Linked DNA regions of Ovis aries: region 1 is linked to region 2. A link is a contact called in public Hi-C data. All regions are on one chromosome and are shown on one strand. The core of a region is the stretch at or near the end of the contact, and the rest is flanking DNA. Distances in the headings are between cores, read along the strand shown. Region 1 holds the start of LOC132657287 (craniofacial development protein 2-like). Region 2 overlaps EBPL (EBP like).

Region 1 (4,795 bases), core at 2,047-4,546, 140 kb before region 2:
GTTTCCCTTCAGTCAATCAGAGGAGTGGCAAGCATGCAACATCTATTACCTTAAGAACTAGAGTAGAAGTAATCTATGTATTCATTCTAAGCTTTTGGTGTTTTTTTTTTTTTCTCCCCATCAAATGCGTGTTTGGACCATTTGGCCCACAATGTCAGGGCCTGGAGTTTTTGAGTGACTTATTCCCTAAAGTGCATTAAAAAACATGAATCGACATTTTAAAAAGAAGAAAAAAAGAACCCAGCTTTTCGGTTTCCCTTGAAAAGTTGGGCCTTTGGCAAGCCTGACCCACAGTCCAATATGGCAACAATGGTCTGAAGCCTTTAAATAAGCTTGTGTTTATCAACAGGCCAATATCCACCACTTACAAAAATGGCCCAGACATAGCCAGGCCAACAAAGGCCTCTGAATTCACGACCTCTGAACCTCAAGTTCTCTATGTCTCCTTTATTTTGAAAGAGTATCTTCTTCAGTCTTTGCATGGTTATATTTCTCCCAACCTTTGAATGACCTCAGTGTCAAATGTCGCTTGTATCTGCCAGAGGTTCTGAAAATAAATTATTTCACATACATTCAAAGAAACGCACCTGCTCCAGAAAGCAACTATTAGTATTACGGATTCAAATTTCCCTTAATCAATTCCTACAATGACCCTAAAGGGAGATGCTAGACTAGAGAGTCTGCGGATCAAGGTTTGACTACTTCTTGAACGCTGATATTATGTATGGTGGTGAAACAGAGGTATTCAGTTCAGTCGCTCAGTCGTGTCCGACTCTTTGCGACCCCATAAATTGCAGCACGCCAGGCCTCCCTGTGCGTCACTAACTCCCAGAGTTCACTCAAACTCACGTCCATTGAGTCGGTGATGCCATCCAGCCATCTCATCCTCTGTGGTCCCCTTCTCCTCCTGCCCCCAATCCCTCCCAGCATCAGGGTCTTTTCCAATGAGTCAACTCTTCGCATGTGGTGGCTAAACTATTGGAGTTTCAGCTTTAGCATCATTCCTTCCAGAAAAATATCTATTTCTGCTTTATTGACTATGCCAAAGCCTTTGACTGTGTGGATCACAATAAACTGTGGAAAATTCTGAAAGAGATGGGAATACAGACCACCTGACCTGCCTCTTGAGAAACCTCTATGCAGGTCAGGAAGCAACAGTTAGAACTGGACATGGAACAACAGACTGGTTCCAGATAGGAAAAGGAGTATGTCAAGGCTGTATATTGTCACCCTGCTTATTTAACTTCTATGCAGAGTACATCATGAGAAACGCTGGGCTGGAAGAAGCACAAGCTGGAATCAAGATTGCCAGGAGAAATATCAATAACCTCAGATATGCAGATGACACCACCCTTATGGCAGAAAGTGAAGAGGAACTAAAAGCCTCTTGATGAAAGTGAAAGAGGAGAGTGAAAAAGTTGGCTTAAAGCTCAACATTCAGAAAACGAAGATCATGGCATCTGGTCCCATCACTCATGGGAAATAGATGGGAAACAGTGGAAACAGTGTCAGACTTTATTTTGGGGGGCTCCAAAATCACTGCAGATGGTGATTGCAGCCATGAAATTAAAAGACGACTCCTTGGAAGGAAAGTTATGAGGTATTAGGGATACATGAATACAGGAACTGCCAGGGTGGAGGTTGCAGAACGGAGCCTGGGACGATGGTGAAAAAACAGACGCTAGAGCGCTAATCAGTTCAAGTATTTATTGGTTATTCATGACGTGCCAGGCACTGTATTAACAAAGGGCTTCAGCAATAGACCCACCACTGTCGCTACTTTTACTGCGCTAATTCCAATGCGGCAAACCAGGTAACACACACACATAAACACACATATAACATACATATGTATGTGTAACGTGGAGATAAATGCTAATTATAAAACCAAAGCAGAGCAAGGGAACAGCAAGTGAAGGTGGGTGCTGTCTTAGGTGACCCCGGCCAAACAAGCAAAGGAGCAAAGCAGGAACCATGGATCCGTTTCTAATTTTCTTGGAAGCCTCCTTCGAAGTCCCGCCCCCCTCCCTCCCAATAGGCGCAAGAGCCGTCTCCTGGGAAGCTCCTCCCACAGTCCCGCCCAGAGGCGGTCTTGGGGGCGGAGCCCCGCGCCCAGGCTCTCCGAGCGCCCCGCGCAGAAAGCCGCGCGCTTAGGGTTCCCGGCATTCTCTGGGTGCTTTGCAGGCTGAGAAAATTACCCCCGCCGAAGAATGGCATGCTGGGAACTGTAGTTTCCGGCCGCAGCCCCGGGTCTGAACGGGCAGTAAAAAGCCGCCAAGTCTGGCTCCATTCCTGGCACAGGACTGGAAGCTCCGAAGGGTTGTAGGAAGGGCTCTCTGGAGGGTGAGAGAGTCGGGGGGTGGGGGTCACTCCGAGAACCGTCAGGCGCGTCCAGCCGGCTGAGCATCCAGGCCGGAGGCCGTCACGTGACTCCAGCCCCCTCCGGCGCCCGCGGCTCTCTTCAGCGCTGTTCCCGCCCCGCCCCGCCCCTCGCGTCCATCGGCCCGAGCTTCCCCCGGCGCTGCTGCCACCTCGCGCTCGGAGGCGTCACGGAACGTGCTCGCCTCTCCCCCTCCCCCGCCCTTCCCCTCTCCCGCCCTCCCCCACCTACCCCTCCCTCGCCAAGACTCGCCGCCGCCGCCGCCGCAGCCGCAGGAGTAGCCGCCGCCAGAGCCGCGCGCAGCCATGGCCGAGAACCCCGGCTTGGAGAACCACCGCATCAAGAGCTTCAAGAATAAGGGCCGAGATGTGGAGGTGAGTGTGCTTCCGCGGCGGGGGGCCCAACCGGCTCGCCCTCCCGGTCGCGCCGGCCCTGAGGCGGCGAGGAGGGGCGGGGGGCCGGCGCGACCGGGCTGGTTCTCGCCGGCCCGCGATGGGTCGGAGTTGGCCGCCGCCTCCCGTCCCTGCGGCCGGGCGGCGGGAGGCGGGTGGCGGTCCGGGCTGCAGCCGCCAGCGGCGGCTGCCCGGTGCGGAGACCGGGAAATGCCGGGGTTTTCGGCCCCGTCACGCGGGCGCGGCCTGCTGTCGGCGAGGAAGAGGTGTGGAGCTGAGGCGGGGTCCGCGGGCCGGGGCCTCGCGCGCCGGGGATGCTGCGGCCGCGGTCTTTCGACCGCCACGCTGAGGGGGCGGCGCGGCTCTCGCCCGGCTCGCGGTGCAGCCTCCCGCCCGGCACGGCCCCCTCAGCGCCTCCCGCGCTGCCGCACATGGAGCCTCGGCTCCGCCGGTCCCCGCGCCTACCTTCGGCGAGCCGGGCCCAGGCGGGCGGTGGCGGCCCGCAGAGGGGGGTGGGGACCAGCTGGGTAACCGACTTGTTTGAGGGTGGCGGATGGGGGAGGGTAGGATGCGCCAGGACCATTTTCTTATAACCCGGTGCGGTTCCCCGGAGCAGTCGTGCTGAGCTTCTCCCAGCTTGTACTCTCGTTAACCGCTGGCATTTGGAGCAAGCCGAAGGTGGACAATAGTTTCCCGTCTATTGTGTGGAGGGCTTTGGAAGAGACGTTGTTCCGACCTCCGCTCCCAGGACCTGTTTTCTTAGCCTTTTCTTGTAGCGGAGGGGGTGTGCATAGAAGGATCATTCCTTTGACACGTTGTACTGAAATAAAGAGGCTTGGAGGGCCTCTTGCTGTAAGCTGGTAGAATGTCCAAGTGGTTGCAAAACTGTAAACATTCATCGCGGTCACTCAGTTCGTTGCTACTCAGCATGTTGCCATTGTCTCATTAAGGTGACATTAGCAGGTACTGTTTGCAAACTCGGCTTCTGCAGGCAGCGCTAGAGGTCTCTCTGCAGCTACTGAACGCCGTGTAGTGTGGTGCAGAAACTTCCCTGGGACTCTGACCTCTGGATTTGCTAGGGGGAAGGTGTTTCAGGTCCACAGCCTCCTTTTCTAATACCAGGTGACATAATTTGCAGTTTTGTTATTCTTGCTCAGAGGCCAGTGTGACTTAAGAAAGTGTGCATTTTGTCCTGTCTTAAAGAGAGAAGGTGGTGGTGGTGGGGATATGCCATTCAACGTTCTGTTTTCTAGAAAAACAGAAAACTCAGGCTATTTTTCGGAGCTGCCAAATTAAATACTAATTAGGAAATACGTGGAATTCCCATTTGACTGAGACAAATTAAGGTCATCTATGTCTGTCGTGGTCATGGTTAAGCTTCTTTTATGAGAAATACTTTTAAGTAAAAGTGAAACTTAGGAATAGCAACAAGAAATTTGCGGACTGCCTCTGATTTTTGGTCCACTTGATGATAGAAGTTAATTTTGAACTTTTCCCATCAGTATTTGTTCTTGAAGCTTACACCAGTTATAAAGCAAAGCTTAATGTAGTTTGAAACATTCTGGTATTGTTTGTATCGAAGTAATTAACAATCTTTCTGCTTCTGGGTGTTGGTACAGGTTTTTGTCTTTTTTTTTTTTTTTTTTTTTTTGCCTCTGTTGTGTTCTGGGAACTCAGTGATAACCTAGAAAGGACTCCTGCACATAATAGGCACACGTAAATGCCTGCTGATGATCAGACGGTAACCAGTAACTTCTAGATGCATGAAAAAGATGACTGGTTGCTAACTAAGCCTTCCAGCCTGAAAGTATTGATCACAGCATTACGATTCCCAGGATACAGGAAGGAATCTAAGGCATGAAGTAGCAGACATTGAAATGGTAGTTCCACATGGCAGGCACTTTACTAAGAGCTTCATTGATAACCGCTTTTAGTTCTTAGGACAACTTTGTGAGCAAGGTGTAGCATTATCCCCACTTTACAGAAGGAAAGTACTTAAGATGAGAAGCTCAGGACTGCTTGT
Region 2 (5,142 bases), core at 1,007-3,506:
GTCTGTGTCACTTAAGTGGCCTCGTATTGTTTTGTTATTTTTGATGTCCACCTTCCCAGCTGCACATGGGCCCTTCAAGGCCACACTTAGAATCCTAGACTCATATATTGTTTAAAGGGGCCTTGAGCGGGGAGTAGGGGAAGAGGAATTGGGAGATTGGGATTGACATTTACTCCTATATATAAAATAGATGACTGATGAGAACCTACTGTATAGCATGGGCAACGCAATGTTCTGTGGTGACCTAAATGGGAAGGAAATCTAAAAAATGGATGTGTGTATATATGTGTGTGTGTGTGTATGTAACTGAATCACTTTGTTGTACAGCAGAAATTAACAACATTGTAAAGCAACTATACTCCAATAAAAATGTTTTAAAAGCGGGGTGGGGCCTGGGTAGGTTCAGTTCACACACACGGAGACTAAGGCTCAGAGAGGTTGGATAACCTGCCCAAGTCCACATAGCTTTTTAGTGAACTAGAACAGAGTTCACTTAAAGTACTTTTAGGGACTTCCCTGGGAGGCCATTGGTCAAGTCTTCACCTTCTGATGCAGTGGGTACAGGTTTTATCCCTGGCCTGGAGCTAAGATTCCATGGGCCTCCTAGAAAACATAAAATGTAGCAATTTTGTAACAAGTTCAACAAAGACTTAAAAGACTCTCCACATCAAATAAGTACTTTTTCAAGTCCAACCTTGTTAGACATGTTGCCAGAAGCCTGCAAGCTATGAAAATCATTCAGTTTTGTGGATTTTTTAATGGTCAAAAAAATTCAAGCTCAGTACATTTTTGATCATCTGGGTCTATTCATTATACTTGAGGAGCCTCTCAATTTCATTGTTCTGTGTTTGCTGATGATGCATTTTAGTTAAAAAAATAAATATTCTGTCTTGGCCTCTCATTTCTGATTTGCTGTTTTGTGCTAAAAGGAACCGGGCACAGATTTTTGGCATTTCTTGGTTACATTCTGGGAGTCAGACTGCTTTTGGTCCCAGGGGTGCTGGAGGTGGGATCTAATCACTAAGAACTGGAAGCAGGGTCTCACCCAGTTGAGTTGCAGGAATTGAGTGGGTCTCATGGGCTTCTGAGCGCCCACAATTTGAGCTGTCTCGGTAAAGTCATTGCCTGTAGGGAGATAGGACCGCAAATTCATGCTCCCCGCAACAGCGACATCTGGCGGCCGTGGGGTAATTTGAGCGGCTGATCTGTGGGTTCTGATGGGATGCCCCGATTATATTTATAATAGTAAAGCAATTGTCACTGTGGAAGCCACTGCCCTTTCCTGGGGAACCCCGTTTCCTCCCATGACACACCCACCTCTAACCACCCCACACCCAGGATGCACCTGCAGCAGCTTCCTGCCTCCTGGGGGCCCCTCTCCTCCTAGCCCCACTGGCTGCCTGGGTGCAAAGAAGTAGACTTGGGCCATCTGGCAAGGGTCAGCCACCAGCGGCCACGGTAGGTAGGGCAGGCCTGGCCTGCATTCTGGAGCTTGCAGGCCAGTGATTTACTGCCCGCTTGGGCATCAGGTGGCTGGGGTATTTTTAGTGTCCCACTCTGGAAAGTGTCAGTAGTTCACTAGCCCGAAGTTCTGTTCTGTGCAGAAAGGGTTCTGTGATCATGATCGAAACCTGTATCCTCTCATTCTGCCTGCCTTTTCTTGTCGTTCAGCCACTCAGTCGTGTCTGACTCTTTGTGACCCCATGGACTGCAGCACGCCGGGCTTCCCTGTCCTTCACCATCTCCCGGAGCTTGCTCAAGCTCATGTCCATTGAGTCGGTGATGCCATCCAACCATCTCATCCTCTGTCGTCCCCTTCTCCTCCTGCCCTCAATATTTCCCAGCATCAGGGTCTTTTCCAATGAGTCGGCTCTTCACATCAGGTGGCCAAAGTATTGGAGCTTCAGCATCAGTCCGTCCAATGAATATTCAGGGTTGATTTCCTTCAGGATGGACTGGTTTGATCTCCGTGTAGTCCAAGGGACTCTCAAGAGTCTTCTCCAACACCACAGTTCTTGCTTTAGAGTCTGGCTATTCCTGTCATCATATTAAGGGCTTTGAGATGTCCTGCAGTGGAGAAACCTGTGTAATTCCATTAAACCTAGCACCTCCCAAGCTTGTTGGACCACAGAACCCTCTTTTCAGGCCAACAGCCCTTCACAACCTTTGGAACCGGTGGTTCACAGACCCAGGCTTGGGGAGTGCTGGCCCACATGCCACAGCCACGTTGTGAGAGCTGCCAGCTGCCTCGACTCGTGGCTGCATCTGCACCCCAGATGGCATCTCCTTGGACGCCAGTTGCTCCCAAAAGTGAACCTGAGCTCATCGTGAGTCAGTCCCGCCTGGACCATTGCCCCAGTCCTAATCCCTCTCCACGCTGGCTCTCCAACACCTCCCGGCCTGCCTGGTAGCCGAACCATTGGGAGGCAGCAGGGGAGAGAGGGGCCCCCCATGCCTCCACATCTGTTGCAATCCTCTTCCTCGTGCTCCCCTCCCCGCCCCCGCCCCAGATCAGCACCCAGAGGGTGCTGCTTGCTTTGAGGCCAGGAGCCCCTTAGACAGCAATCTTCTTGCTTTCTCTTGCTTTCTGCCTTCTGAGTTCTCATCCTGTGTTCCCCAGCATCTGCTTGGATTGCCCTGGGCCTGGGAAAGAAAGTGAAAGTGTTAGCCGCTCAGTCACATCTGACTCTTTGTGACCCCACGGACTGTAGCCAGCCAGGCTCCTCTGTCCATGGGGATTTTCCAGGCAAGAATACTGGAGTGGGTTGCCATTCCCTTCTCCAGGGGATCTTCCCCACCCAGGGATCAAACCTGGGTCTCCTGCATTGTGGGCAGATACTTTACTGTCTGAGCCACCAGGGAAGCCCCTGGGCCTGGGAGGAAACTTTTATTAAGTGAATCAGTCCCACAGTCCTGACTTGGAAGACTTCAGCCCTGGCTACCCTGGCTGGCATTCTGAGAATGTATTACCTCTTTTTTTTCCCCATTAAATCCAAGCAAGATGTGAACCACAGCCTTTGAATCTGTGAACTGGTCCTTCATCCCTGGTTTCCCTCCTCTTCACATCCCCAGACCCCCACGTTTTTGGTTGAGTCTCTCCCACTTGGCAGCCCCATTCCAAGCAGAGATGGTTCTGCAGGAAGAGCGAAGGTGGTTTGTTACAGGACTGAGTGCAATTAAATCCCAGAGGTCCTGCCAGCTGAGGTGCACTCCCCCTCAGCTGCATGCTGTCTTCTTCCTCTCTGCTTTGATCAACATTGTATAGGAATCTCTAAGTCCATTCCAGAATCTCTGGCTTCCAGAACCCATTGCCTGCTCTCCATTCTTAACTAAAACCTGCTCTCAGCATAGCATATAATCCGTATGTTCACATTAAGTTAGAATCAACTGAACACCCACAAGATGGAAGAGAGTTTTATGGCCCGGGACGACTCCTGGGAGCACGTGAAATTGGAAAACCAAGGAATCTTAAGAATTCCAAGAAGCAGTTTCACACAAAACTGAGAAGTAGCCATTACCACTGCATTTTCCCTCTCAACATCCATACGCCCCTGGCGTGACCATGTTCATGTCAGACTGTCCTCTGTACAAATGTCAAAGCACACGCCAAGTTTGTAGGACATTTGCCATCCACCACCCCTGTCTGAGGTTAGTTCTTTTCTTAACTCGTAAATGATTCAAGACTCAAGCTCTTTTTATGATTCAACCTTGGGATCCCACCCTAGAGCATTATTTTATAAACCAGTGAAATCATGGTATAAAACTATAGATAGGTGGTTTCCACCATTTAGTGCCTGTATTAGTCACCTAGCACTGCGGGGGAAAGACACACCATCTTCTCAGTGGCATGCAGTGGTAAGCATTGTGTTTGGAGCCCTGTGGGGGACCGGGATCTGGATGATCCCGACTGGCCTCAGCTGGCCATCTCCGCTTGGGCTGCCGTGGCTTCAGGTCTCTGGACTACTTAGTAGGCTTTTGTTTGTTTTAAAATTATTTTGTCTTTGGCTGTGCTGGGTCTTTGCTGCTATGCTCAGGCTTTCTTCCAGTTGCAGTGGGCAGGGGGTACTCTCTGGCTGTGGTGCGAGGGTTTCTCATTGCGGTGGCTTCTCTTGATGCAGAGCATGGGCTCGAGGGCGCAGGCTTAGGAGTCGTGGTTCATGGGCTTAGTTGCCGCTTGTCTTGTGGGATCCTCCCGGAGCAGGGATCGAACCCACATCCCCTGCGCTGGCAGGTGGACTCTTAACCACCAGGGAAGTCCTTGGCGGTTTTGCTCTCATGCCTCTCCTCCTCTCCTCCTCGGACAGCAGGCCAGCTGAAGCTTGTTCTTCTGATGGCAGAGTCAGCAGAGGGAAACCCCCGCATGCAAACACTATTCAAACCCCTGCTTGTGTCTATCTGCTGACAGCCCACTGGCCAAAGAAAGTCACATGGTCAACCCCAGTGTCGACAAAAGGACCCTCCATCCACAATGAAGCCACAGCAAATGTGTGGATGGAGAAAGGAGTGAGGAATCGGGGCCAATAATACCACCGTGCTCGCTGGTGGCACACAAGACGATAAAGGGCTTCTTCGGCCAGTTGCTGCTAGCAGCGTTTTGTTGCAAAGGTGCTTCAAGGAGCCCAGCCAGTTCTGGGAAACTTCGGAAAGTTAAACAGCTCACAGGCTCCCTGTGGTCAGAGAACCAGGTGACCACCCTGCTAAATCCAAGTCAGCTTCTAGAGGGAGAGGGCAGCCCGGGAGGCCAGATGAAGAGGGAGCAGTCAGCAGAGGTGTAGAGAACAGAGCAGACAACCAAAGAACTCTTCCACAGCTCAAGGGTGCAAACCGCTATGCTCTGAGGCATTGATGCCAAGGAAAGCAGATGGCAGAGCCTCTGGGCCAGCCAGGTGAAGGCCAGCGCTAGCCGAAATATGGACAAGAAGGAATACCAAATAGGCAAGGTTGAGACCCTGACTCGAGCCCTATAGTTAGTTGGGTTTAGATGCTTAAATTAAGTGGCTGACTTTATTTGAGGGGGCTCCAAAATCACTGCAGATGGTGATTGCAGCCATGAAATTAAAAGACGCTTACTCCTTGGAAGGAAAGTTATGACCAACCTGGACAGCATATTAAAAAGCAGAAACATTACTTTGTCAACAAAGG

Evidence for each region. A called contact is a pair of places that touch in the nucleus more often than the background predicts.
Region 1: a Hi-C map of muscle shows a contact between it and region 2, with 5 times the contacts expected there. The contact joins the promoter of LOC132657287 here to the enhancer-like site in region 2. A contact is called at or near these places in 12 of 16 Hi-C or Micro-C datasets (blood, hypothalamus, liver and 5 more).

The regions. Positions count from the first base shown.
Region 1 is chr10:19,667,478-19,672,272 of ARS-UI_Ramb_v3.0, reverse strand. It overlaps LOC132657287 (craniofacial development protein 2-like), which reads left to right and starts at 3,296. Exons shown (of 2, transcript XM_060394361.1): 1 at 3,296-4,795. It overlaps KPNA3 (karyopherin subunit alpha 3), which reads left to right and starts at 2,654. Exons shown (of 17, transcript XM_015098074.3): 1 at 2,654-2,754. The coding sequence starts at 2,686.
Region 2 is chr10:19,522,870-19,528,011 of ARS-UI_Ramb_v3.0, reverse strand. EBPL (EBP like) reads left to right here. Exons shown (of 4, transcript XM_004012081.6): 4 at 1-901. Among named protein-coding and RNA genes, the nearest start is that of ARL11, 15 kb to the right of the region's middle. Within about 2 kb of position 2,256, at least 2 of the 54 cell types and tissues checked have an H3K27ac peak or open chromatin away from gene starts, as enhancers often do. A contact at or near this core is called in muscle, where this site is marked.